Regions from separate parts of the Anser cygnoides genome. Here region 1 is linked to region 2. Evidence: chromatin contacts called from public Hi-C data. All regions are on one chromosome and are shown on one strand. The core of a region is the stretch at or near the end of the contact, and the rest is flanking DNA. Distances in the headings are between cores, read along the strand shown.

Evidence for each region. A called contact is a pair of places that touch in the nucleus more often than the background predicts.
Region 1: a contact with region 2 is called in a Hi-C map of liver, with 1.9 times the contacts expected there. The contact joins the promoter of BCL9 here to the enhancer-like site in region 2. A contact is called at or near these places in 2 of 7 Hi-C or Micro-C datasets (both in liver).

The regions. Positions count from the first base shown.
Region 1 is chr1:87,326,829-87,331,567 of Taihu_goose_T2T_genome, reverse strand. BCL9 (BCL9 transcription coactivator) reads left to right here and starts at 2,956. Exons shown (of 9, transcript XM_067001615.1): 1 at 2,956-3,026.
Region 2 is chr1:87,278,236-87,283,528 of Taihu_goose_T2T_genome, reverse strand. BCL9 (BCL9 transcription coactivator) reads left to right here. Exons shown (of 9, transcript XM_067001615.1): 7 at 177-2,406; 8 at 3,865-4,125. Among named protein-coding and RNA genes, the nearest start is that of ACP6, 18 kb to the right of the region's middle. Within about 2 kb of position 3,263, at least 1 of the 3 cell types and tissues checked has open chromatin away from gene starts, as enhancers often do. A contact at or near this core is called in liver, where this site is marked.

The sequences.
Region 1 (4,739 bases), core at 1,707-4,206, 48 kb before region 2:
ACGCCCATCAGATTTGACAGCGAGGCCCCTGGCTTCAGCAGCTCCGCTCTGCACCTGTCTGGGAAAGCCTCCTGCTTGACAGGGCTCAGCACGACAGCAGCAGCAGGAGGATCCAGAAACAAAATGCTGCTTTGCCTGCAGGAGCGTGCCTGCAGGATGGGCGCTGTGCAGAACCCCAAGGAGGCTGATGCTTCCTTTTAAGCTGCAGCATCCAGAGGGTTTAAAGCACTTGTGGAGGTACAGAAGACCCAGCCTGTGCTGCCTCCTCTGCCCCAGGGATTTCCTGTCTGCATCTCCCATGGAAGCGCTCCAGCTCCTGAGCTGCGGCTGTTTCAGGAGAGAGGGCATGCTCACCTCTTCTGCCAGGGGCGTTATGCTTTTCTTAAAAGAGTTGTGGCTTCCCTGGGCACACATACATGCTGGAGAGGAAGCATCTGCAGGAATCACCAGCCTGGCTGTTCCGGATTTAACCCGAGGAGAGGGGGAAGCCCATGTTGCAGTCCACTCTCAAGTGACCACTTCTGAATTCTACCTGATGCCTCCTTAATGTAAAATTCGGAGAGAGGCGCTGGGCAGAGGGACCCGTGTTTTCCTTCGTACATGGAGTGCCATGAGATCAATGAGATTAAACATGTGCTTACATGCTGTCCTGAATTGGGGCCATGAGGAGAGCAATGGGAAAGTAAACAGAAGAGAAACGTTATGGAAATGAAGGAAGAGGGAAAATCCGCCCTGCTGAGTGCAGCAGCTCTCATCAGTTGGAAGAAGACATGGCCTCACCCAGAGCTGGTTAGGCACTAGAAAGTCCAGGGACAGGGAGAGAAGACTGTCATCTTCATCGGGGTACAAAGACAACCTGAAAAGCTGAGACTTGGAGCAGTAGAGAAAGGCTCTTGTAAAGTCTGTTGGGTACCACAGGCTCAGGAAAGTCTGTTGGGTGCAGCCTTTCCCAGACAAGGTAAGTTTAGCCGTGGGTTGTTTTTCACCTTTAGCAGAATGTGGATACTGGAAATGATCAGGCTTCAACCTGTGTCAGCCCGGAGAGGTTTTGTTCTTCCTTAAAAGACTATCAAGAGACTCAGAAATCCTGAGCTTTTCAGGGGGAGCTTGGACTGATCCCGGCCTTTATGGCACCCTGACGAGTGCCAAAATGAGCTTACCCAGGTCTCTTCTTAAGAGACAAATTCTAGGCTTTGGCTTCTGTCGGACATAAATCCAGGACTCCAGAGCGGCTTTGGTGTACGGAGGCTCAGTGCCCTCATGCACACCGGTAGGCACGTCTGCTGCTGCACATCCCCTTGCAGAGGCTGCAGGAGGTGGCGCTGGGCGTGATGACCGCTCTGCATGTAATCTGGCTTTGCTTTCAGCAGGTTAAGTTGGGGCACTCATCCTCTTCTGAGGACCTGCAGCGCCATGCTCCCAGCGTTTGCCAGCGCTGAGGAGAGCACTTGGGCAGCAGGCACCTCTGGGCCTGCCCTCACTGCGTCCCGCAGCCACTCAGAGGGTCTGACCGGTGTCTGTGCCCAAGGCTTTGGTGAAACCATGCTCTACCACCTCCCAGACTGCAAACGGTGTGATTTTGTTTTCCTGCCATTCTAATTCTAGACCGTACATTCTTTTTGTGTGTTCCATGTCACCTCAAGTCCTTTCACCCAGATTCCTTGGCACTGCCGTGCTCCTCCAGCTGGGATGTTTGCAAGATTGACTCGGATTTTCCAGCCTGGTTGTGCTTGCCCCCAGCCCGTCTCTCCTTCTGTGTCTCCAGTCATTCTGGGTTGCAGTCGTTCTCCCCTGCCTGACCTCTGTTTCTCTTTCCTGGGAAGCACCTCCTTTGTGTCTGTCCCAGTCTCCAAACTGCAAATTAGACCTGTTTAAAATTCTTCACAGTGAGTGACACATGGGCTCGTATGAACTTTTTGAGTTTTGGGGGACTGTAGGAGCTCTATTTTTGGGAGGCAGCTTCTCTGTTGAGCCCTTGGGTTCAGAAATCTGCATTCGCCCTTCTGTTGCAGATTCGGAAGATGACCTTGGGTAGGTCACTTCATCTGCCTCAATCTGTTTTACTGCTCGTTAAATTTAGATAAAAATACTTGCCCGGGTTAGTGAAATGTCTTTGAGATCATTGGACAAAACCGCTATCCAAGTGGCAATTATTATAATTATTTCTATTAAATGAAACCAGCTGATGCTTGTGCAATGCTCTTCAGGGCTCCGCGGCCCTTTTCCACGGAGGCTCGCAGAAAACCCTTTTGTCGTCCCTGGGCAGGGGTGTGTCTCTTGAGATGGGGTTTCGTGGTTTCCTTACGCAACGCGTGACAGCGGTTCGCTCGCTGGGCCCAACGAGGGACTTCTCGTGAGCCTGTCTGCGAGGAGGGCAGCTTGGGGACGCGCGCCAGCCACGTGTTGGGTTGGCTTTCGCCAACAGATCCGTGTGGCGAGGGAGCCCCGCGGGACCGAAGCCACCCAAAACACGAGGCGCCACGGGCGCAGCGTGGCCATTTTGGGTCTGTCGGGCGGTCGTACGCCGGCCGTGCTCGGCGACGCCGGGGCTTTAATCGCCTTTTAACGGGGCTGGCGCCCGCAGAGCCTTTGCGAAGCCCCCCGGGCCTCCTGGTCGGGGGCTCTGGGGACGGGGCGCCGCCCCCCCCGCCTCCACGGCGCTCCCCGAGGGGCTGCGGAGCGGCCGAGGGAGCCCGGCGGGGCCGGGGCGGGGCCGGGGCGGGGCGGGGGGGGGCCGCCCGCCTTGCGGCTCGCCAGCAGTGGCGGGAGGCGAGGCGCCGTGCGCCACAGCCGCTTGGCATGAATGCCTGGGCCGTACCAAGCGCCGCGGCGCCCGCGGGGGGAGGCCGCCCCGCCGCCCCGCCGCCCCGCGCAGACAATAGGCCCCGCCGGCCGGCCCCGTAAGTTGCCTTCGTGCCGCCACCGCGCCCGGGGCCAGCGCAGGCCGGGCCGCCTCCCGCTCCCGCCGCCCGCCCGCCCGCCCGCCCGCCCGCCATGCCGCGCCGCGCGCCCGCCGCCTGAGGCAGGTAAGCAACGGCCGCAACGGCCGCGCCAACGGCCGCAGCGCCCGGCGGTGGGGACGGCCCGGCACGGCTCGGCTCGGCTCGGCTCGGCTCGGCTCGGTTCTCCTCGGCCCGGCGGGGGGCGGAAAGTTTTTCGGCGGGCGCCCTGCCTCAGTTTCCCCCGGCGTCCCACCTGTTGGCCGCCCCCCTGCCGCCGCTGAGGGGGGAGGCGGCACCCCCGGGGCTGCTCGCCGGGAGGGGTGCTCCCGCGGCTGGGTTGCGCTTGTCTGTATTTTTTAATGTTTATTTATTTTATTTTATATATTTTTAATGCTCTGGGGTTTGGGGAGATGGAGGCGGTTTTACTGTTGGTGTTTATCAGCCGGTAAATACCTGGCTCGGCGGGAGAGTAACAATGTGAAGCCTCGCTTCGCTTGCTCGCCGGAGGTCTTGTGGCTGAGGTGGCGATGTGAGAGAGCTCAAAAAATAAAGGCAGAGGGGGATAAAAAGCAGAGAAACCCCCGTCCTCATGCCCAGCTCTGCACTAGATTTTGTTAAAAATGTGGAGGATTATATATATATACATTTTCCTCGGAAAGCCTTCCAGTACGTTAGGTGCGTCCTCGCGAGGTCTTTTAAGTTCGTCATCTGCCGCCGTTCGGGTTTCATTGATTCGAGTTGTTTTGCTAAAAAAAATAACCTACAAGCATCCGAGCCGCACAAATGTTCATCATCCTAACGTCCTGACACAGCCTGAGTGAGGCAGGAGCTGGAGGAGGGGGAGAGAGCGGGGATTTGTGCTTTCCCAGGCGGGGCTGGGAGGAGAGCATCGTGTGCTGAGGAATATGAGCAGGAACGGGAGATGGGGGAGGGAGTCTAAATTGTCCTGAGACCCTATTCAATCCAGCAAGGAAGATGGAGGATCTTGCTGCTGCAAAAAAAATGTATACGGCAGAAATCTCAGCCGGCTTCTCCCTGACTTGTTACCTCCCTCTCCAAAATAAATAAATAAGCAGCAGAAGAATCAAAGCAGCAAACGATTACTGGGTGGAACGTTTTCCGTAATACCTTCATCCCGCGCGCTTTGCAGTCGGAGAGTCCAGTGATGGAGGCATGCAAGAAGCAGGGAGAAAGACTCGGAGGTTTTCAGTCACAGGAGGGGGAGAAGTCTCAGCTCGTGTTTGAAATGAGACTTGTCAGGCACCGAGGTGGGGATTAAAAATGCCTGTGCCAGGCAGCCGGACCTGTGGAGGAGGCAGCTCCGGCTCCTACAGTTTCGATGTTGGGTGGAAAACCAGCGGATAGAGGATGTAGACAGGTGGGGGAGCAGGGAGGAAGGAGGTCCGAAGAAGATCTTGGACAGGCTCCTTGGAGGACTCTGAAAAGAGGGGGGATTCTGAACTCAGCCAGGACACGAGCAAAAATAGAGTGTAGATGAGCTGGATGTGGCGTAGTAGGACTTTGGGCATGGAAGAAAGCAGAGGTCTGGTGTTCTGACTGCAGAGTTTGGGGCAGGCAGCAGGGAAAGGAGAGATCTGTGTAGCCAGCTTGAGGGCTGATAGCACGTAGGGCCAGGATCGCAGCCAAGGGGATGGGGAAGAGAGCGTGTGGCTTGCCTTTTCCGTAGGTGGTCTGTCTGGTGGGGGATCTTCTGTTGAAATGACTTTGTGAATTCCTGTTAATTTTGTTGGAACCCAACAACAGCAAGGACAAAATACCAGACTTTTCCCCAGCCTT
Region 2 (5,293 bases), core at 2,014-4,513:
ATTGATCCAATCTCTCTCTTCTGGCCAAGATGTCGCTCCGTAAAGACTGTGTGGAAGCTACCCTTCCTTGCAAAGCGTGGGCTGGTGGGGCTGAGACAGGGCGTTTCATTGGCACCTCTGCTTGTGTGGCACAGCTGTAAGAAGAGCGAGTGACGGCCTGTGGCTTTCTCTTTCAGAACCCCCAGATCACTGCACTTCGGACTGAACCCAAGCCCCTGCCGCAGCCGCAGCCCCCTGCCGCCCAGGACCAGAACCCTCCCCAGAACGCCAAAATGCAGCCGACTCCACCCGTGTCAGCACCAGTGTCCAAACCCACTGGTCCCCCGTGTCCCATAGATCAGGACAGTCCCAGCGTGGAAAGCAAAGTGATGTCGGTGGGCAGCCCCGCCAACTCCACCCCGTTGCAGACGGAAGGATTTGGGCAGAGTTCGACCCCCAATAACCGAGCAGTGAGCCCAGTTTCCCAAGGTAGCAATAGCTCCGCTGCAGACCCCAAAGGTCCTCCCCAGCCGGTGTCTGGGGGGGACCCGTCCAGTCTGGGCGAGAATCCGGATGGGCTGTCGCAGGAGCAGCTGGAACACCGGGAGCGCTCGTTGCAGACCCTGAGAGACATTCAGCGCATGCTCTTCCCTGACGAGAAGGAGTTTGCGGGAGGGCAGAGCGGGGGGCCGCCCCCAAACTCTGGGGTGCTGGATGGTCCCCAAAAGAAACCTGAAGGGCCGATACAGGCCATGATGGCTCAATCCCAAAGTTTAGGCAAAGGGTCAGGGTCTCGGACAGATGGAGGGGCTCCGTTTGGCCCTCAAGGACACAGGGACATGCCCTTTTCCCCAGATGAAATGGGGCCACCACCAATGAACTCCCAGTCGGGACCCATCGGCCCCGACCACCTGGACCACATGACTCCCGAGCAGGTGGCCTGGCTCAAGCTGCAGCAGGAGTTTTACGAGGAGAAGAGAAGGAAGCAAGAGCAGGTGGTCGTGCAGCAGTGTTCCCTGCAGGACATGATGGTCCACCAGCACGGGCCTCGCGGCGTCGTGCGAGGCCCTCCCCCCCCCTACCAGATGACCCCAGGGGAAGGCTGGGGACCCGGGGGTCCCGAGCCCTTCCCCGAGGGCATGAACATGTCCCACTCTCTGCCCCCCAGGGGCATGGCCCCTCATCCCAACATGCCCGGGAGCCAGATGCGCCTGCCCGGTTTCGCGGGAATGATGAACCCTGACATGGAGGGCCCCAACGTCCCGAATCCCGCCTCCCGGCCGGGGCTTTCAGGGGTCAGTTGGCCAGACGACGTGCCAAAAATCCCAGACGGCCGCAACTTCCCTCCCGGCCAGGGCGTCTTCAGCGGCCCCGGCCGAGGGGAGCGGTTCCCCAACCCGCAGGGCCTGCCCGAAGAGATCTATCAGCAGCAGCTGGCCGAGAAGCAGATGGGCCTCCCCCCGGGCCTCAACATGGAGGGCATCAGGCCCGGCATGGAGATCAACAGAATGATTCCCTCCCAGAGACACATGGAGCCTGGGAATAACCCCATCTTCCCGCGCATGCCAGTGGAAGGGCCGATGAGCCCCTCCCGGGGGGACTTCCCCAAAGGAATACCCCCCCAGATGGGCTCCAGCAGGGAGCTGGAGTTTGGGATGGGCCCTGGCAGCATGAAGGGGGACATGGGCATGAATGTCAGCATGGGCTCCAACCCACCCCTGGTACCTCAGAAGCTGAGGGAGGCGGGAGTCGGGCCGGAAGAGATGATGAAGCTGCGGCCCGGCGTCTCGGAGATGCTCTCCTCCCAGCAGAAGATGGTGCCGTTGCCGTTCGGGGAGCACCCGCAGCAGGAGTATGGCATGGGTCCCAGGCCTTTCCTTCCCATGTCTCAGGGCCCAGGAGTTGGCCTCCGAAATCTCAGAGAACAGATGGGGCCTGACCAAAGGACTAACAACCGGCTCAGCCACATGCCGCCACTACCTCTCAACCCCACCAGTAACCCTAATAGCCTCAACACTGCTCCCCCCGCACAGCGCAGCCTGGGCCGCAAGCCCCTGGATATCTCCGCAGCCGGTCAGGTGCATTCTCCAGGGATCAACCCCCTGAAGTCTCCCACCATGCGCCAGGTCCAGTCTCCCATGATGGGGTCTCCCTCGGGGAACCTCAAGTCCCCCCAGACGCCCTCCCAGCTGGCAGGAATGCTCGCGGGCCCCACTGCCGCAGCTGCTGCTGCCTCCATTAAATCCCCCCCGGTCTTGGGGTCTGCTGCTGCTTCTCCTGTCCACCTCAAGTCTCCGTCTCTCCCCGCACCTTCTCCGGGATGGACTTCGTCTCCAAAGCCTCCTTTGCAGAGCCCCGGGATTCCCCCGAACCACAAGGCGTCTCTCACCATGTCTTCTCCGGCCATGCTGGGGAACGTGGAGTCGGGTGAGTGCCCCCTCCTCGTCCCAACTCCATCTTGTGCCATAGCTCCTGGGGGTGAGGGCTGGTGGCTGGGAGGACAACGAAGTGACAGGGTGGGGTCTGGAGGTGCGAAAGGATGTCTGGTGTTGGGGGGAGAAGACTGTCCTCTGAGCGGTTTTTGGCTGTTGTGCCCCTACCTCCTGATGGTTGTGGCTTTGCAGAGAAGTTTCTGCTTGTGGTATGAAAATGCTTCAGAATAAAAAGTTCCTACAAAGGCGTGCTGAGCGTAGGGGCCAGCCGCGTGTCCAGGTGTGGTTAGAGCTTTCCAGGTGTCCCAGCGCAGATGAGGAGATGTGCTAACGTTTGTTTGGACTTTGACCGCTTTGGACAGAGCTGAGCAGCGAGCGGGCGCTGTATGATCCCCGTTTGGTAGAAAACCAGGGAGATTCGGGCTCTGGCCCAGGTCCTTGGCACAGAGGTCTGAGAACATGCTCCTGAACAGCTCGGGACTGTTCACTGTGTGCCTCTCCCCTCTTTTCCCTCTCCCCGCAGCCAGGCTCCGAGTGCAGGAGCTTTCCGGCCTGGGGAAACCTCTGAGCCGGGTTTGCCCAGGTTGCCCTCTAGTGCTGCTGCTGGTAACAGGCAGCGCTGCAGGGACAGGGCCGTGCCTGCTGAGAGCAGGGGAATCCCAGCAGTGGTGCCGCAGGGAGGCCGACCCCGTGCAGCACTGAGCAGGGTTACTGGCCGGGCTCTGCCAGCAGATCGGTGTTTTTTCTTCAAATGTGGCGTGGAGATCGTTGCTGAAGGACAAAGGAGGCTGGAGGTGCAGTTATCTCTAGTCTGGGTAGAGCGAAGGATTACGGTAAGCTAAGAGGTGCAGAGAATTCTTCTTTAACTGGATCAAGCAGTAAATATGTAAATGTAAAAGCAGAAATGAAATTAAAACAAGGAGTTTTGCTTGTAGCTGCTGGCGCAGCTTGTCAGAAATCTGCCCACATGTCTCAGCGTACTGTCTGCTCCAGCTTTTCATCGCACTGCACATGTCTTTTGTGTTCGCTTGGTGCTGCTTAAAGAAAAAGGGAAAGGAGTTGCAGTTGACATCTGGTGGGCGCAGGATCAATTAACTGACTGTGTATTTATTTCGATTTTTATGGCTAGACATGGTATACATGTTTGTCTTTGGTGCATGGAAGTTGAACTGTAGGATTTTCAGACTTACCTGATGGTGGTTCTTGTAGATTTGTACAGGCTCCTGAGGGTTCCAGGAGAAGTGCAGAATCCAGGATAACAAATGTTAACAATCTTGACCGATAGGCTTATTTTTCTGGTTACTTTTCACAGCATTGACTGTATTAGTCAGATGGTCCCTTGTAATAAAAGGGTTTTTAAGGTTTTGAGATCCCCTACGAGAAGAGGGTGTGATTTAAGGAAAAAACGGTGAAAAAAATAAATAAATTCTCTTTTTTTTTTTGCCCCTCTAAGGTGGTCCACCTCCTTCCACAGTCAGCCAGTCTGCTCCTGTGACTCTCCCTGGAAATCTTCCCTCTAGCAGTCCTTACACAATGCCTCCGGAGCCAACCCTCTCCCAAAACCCTCTCTCCATCATGATGTCCAGGATGTCCAAATTTGCCATGCCCAGCTCAACACCGCTCTATCATGATGCCATCAAAACTGTGGCCAGCTCAGATGATGACTCCCCTCCGGCACGCTCCCCAAATTTGCCACCTATGAATAGTGTACCAGGTAAGAAACTCAGGGAAATGTAAGCCCAAGCTGTCGGGCAGTACAGTGAGAGTGACTTGTATGGAAGCTTCCTCAGATGAAGGTGATGAGAGGGGAAACCTTAAAGGATATATAGTCATGGGTTGTTTTATGTATGTGAGAGATTACCACTCTTATTCCACATGTGGGATAACTTGTGTGAGTGAAGGCTGTTTATGGGGATAATTGTCAGACCTACAATGTGTTACCCAGAGGAAGAATGCTTTCATTCTTCCCTTGTCTTCAGACAGTGCCATAGAAGCATCACAAGGTTTCTTTTTTTTTTTTTTTTGACACTGAATCGTCTGGTCTTTTCTTCTCCACTATTTTTGTGCGTTGCCTTTGTTACAGAAGAAGGTTAGCAGACTTTCTCAAAATGTACATTTTCTGGTAAAGGGAGTGTGTAAAGGCAGGTGACCTCAGCTGGGATTGAGGCAAACTGTCCTGGTCCCTACCTCAGAAAGCGGGGGGAAAGGCAAAATAAAATGCTGTTCTTTAGGACTCTCTCACAGAAGAGCCTGCTCATATGATAAATACGATTTCTGCTGACGGTTTAACGTTGATGGCTACACACGTATGTAATAAAAAAGTAGGCTGTAGGCCCTCCACCCGGTTGAATTAGTAGTCGCAAGAGGGGATGACTGGATGTTTGAAGAGAGCAGCAACTGATAATGAATTCTTGATGAGTTTACCTGTAGCTTCGCTATCTGTTTCACACACTAATGATAAGAGTTGCTGAATATACCTGGGAAAGCTGACTAATTGAGTACGTTTGATGATAGCTCATTAACCTCGCCAATCGCCACCGCCTAGGCTTATCAGCGTTACCTGATTCATCTCTTCTTAGGTTTTGAAAGGAGATTCAGTCACCTCCCGGTGGACAAGTGTCCATGTGCTGATAATCTGCCACAGACATGTTTGTGACTGACTGCCACATCTAGACTGCCAGGAAAGTAGTAAAGGTGTGAGCTGGGCTGAGATCCTACTTACAGAGCAGGCTTTAGTCCCTTTTTGCTAGAGCAGTGATGAGCTTAGGGAGGTTGCTGTGCAGGTGGCATCAATTTTCTGGTTAAAATGGCACTCTCCAGAGCCACTACTGTTTGTTTCTTTTACTAGCAGTAATTTAGTTATTTTTTTTTGTGGATGTGGT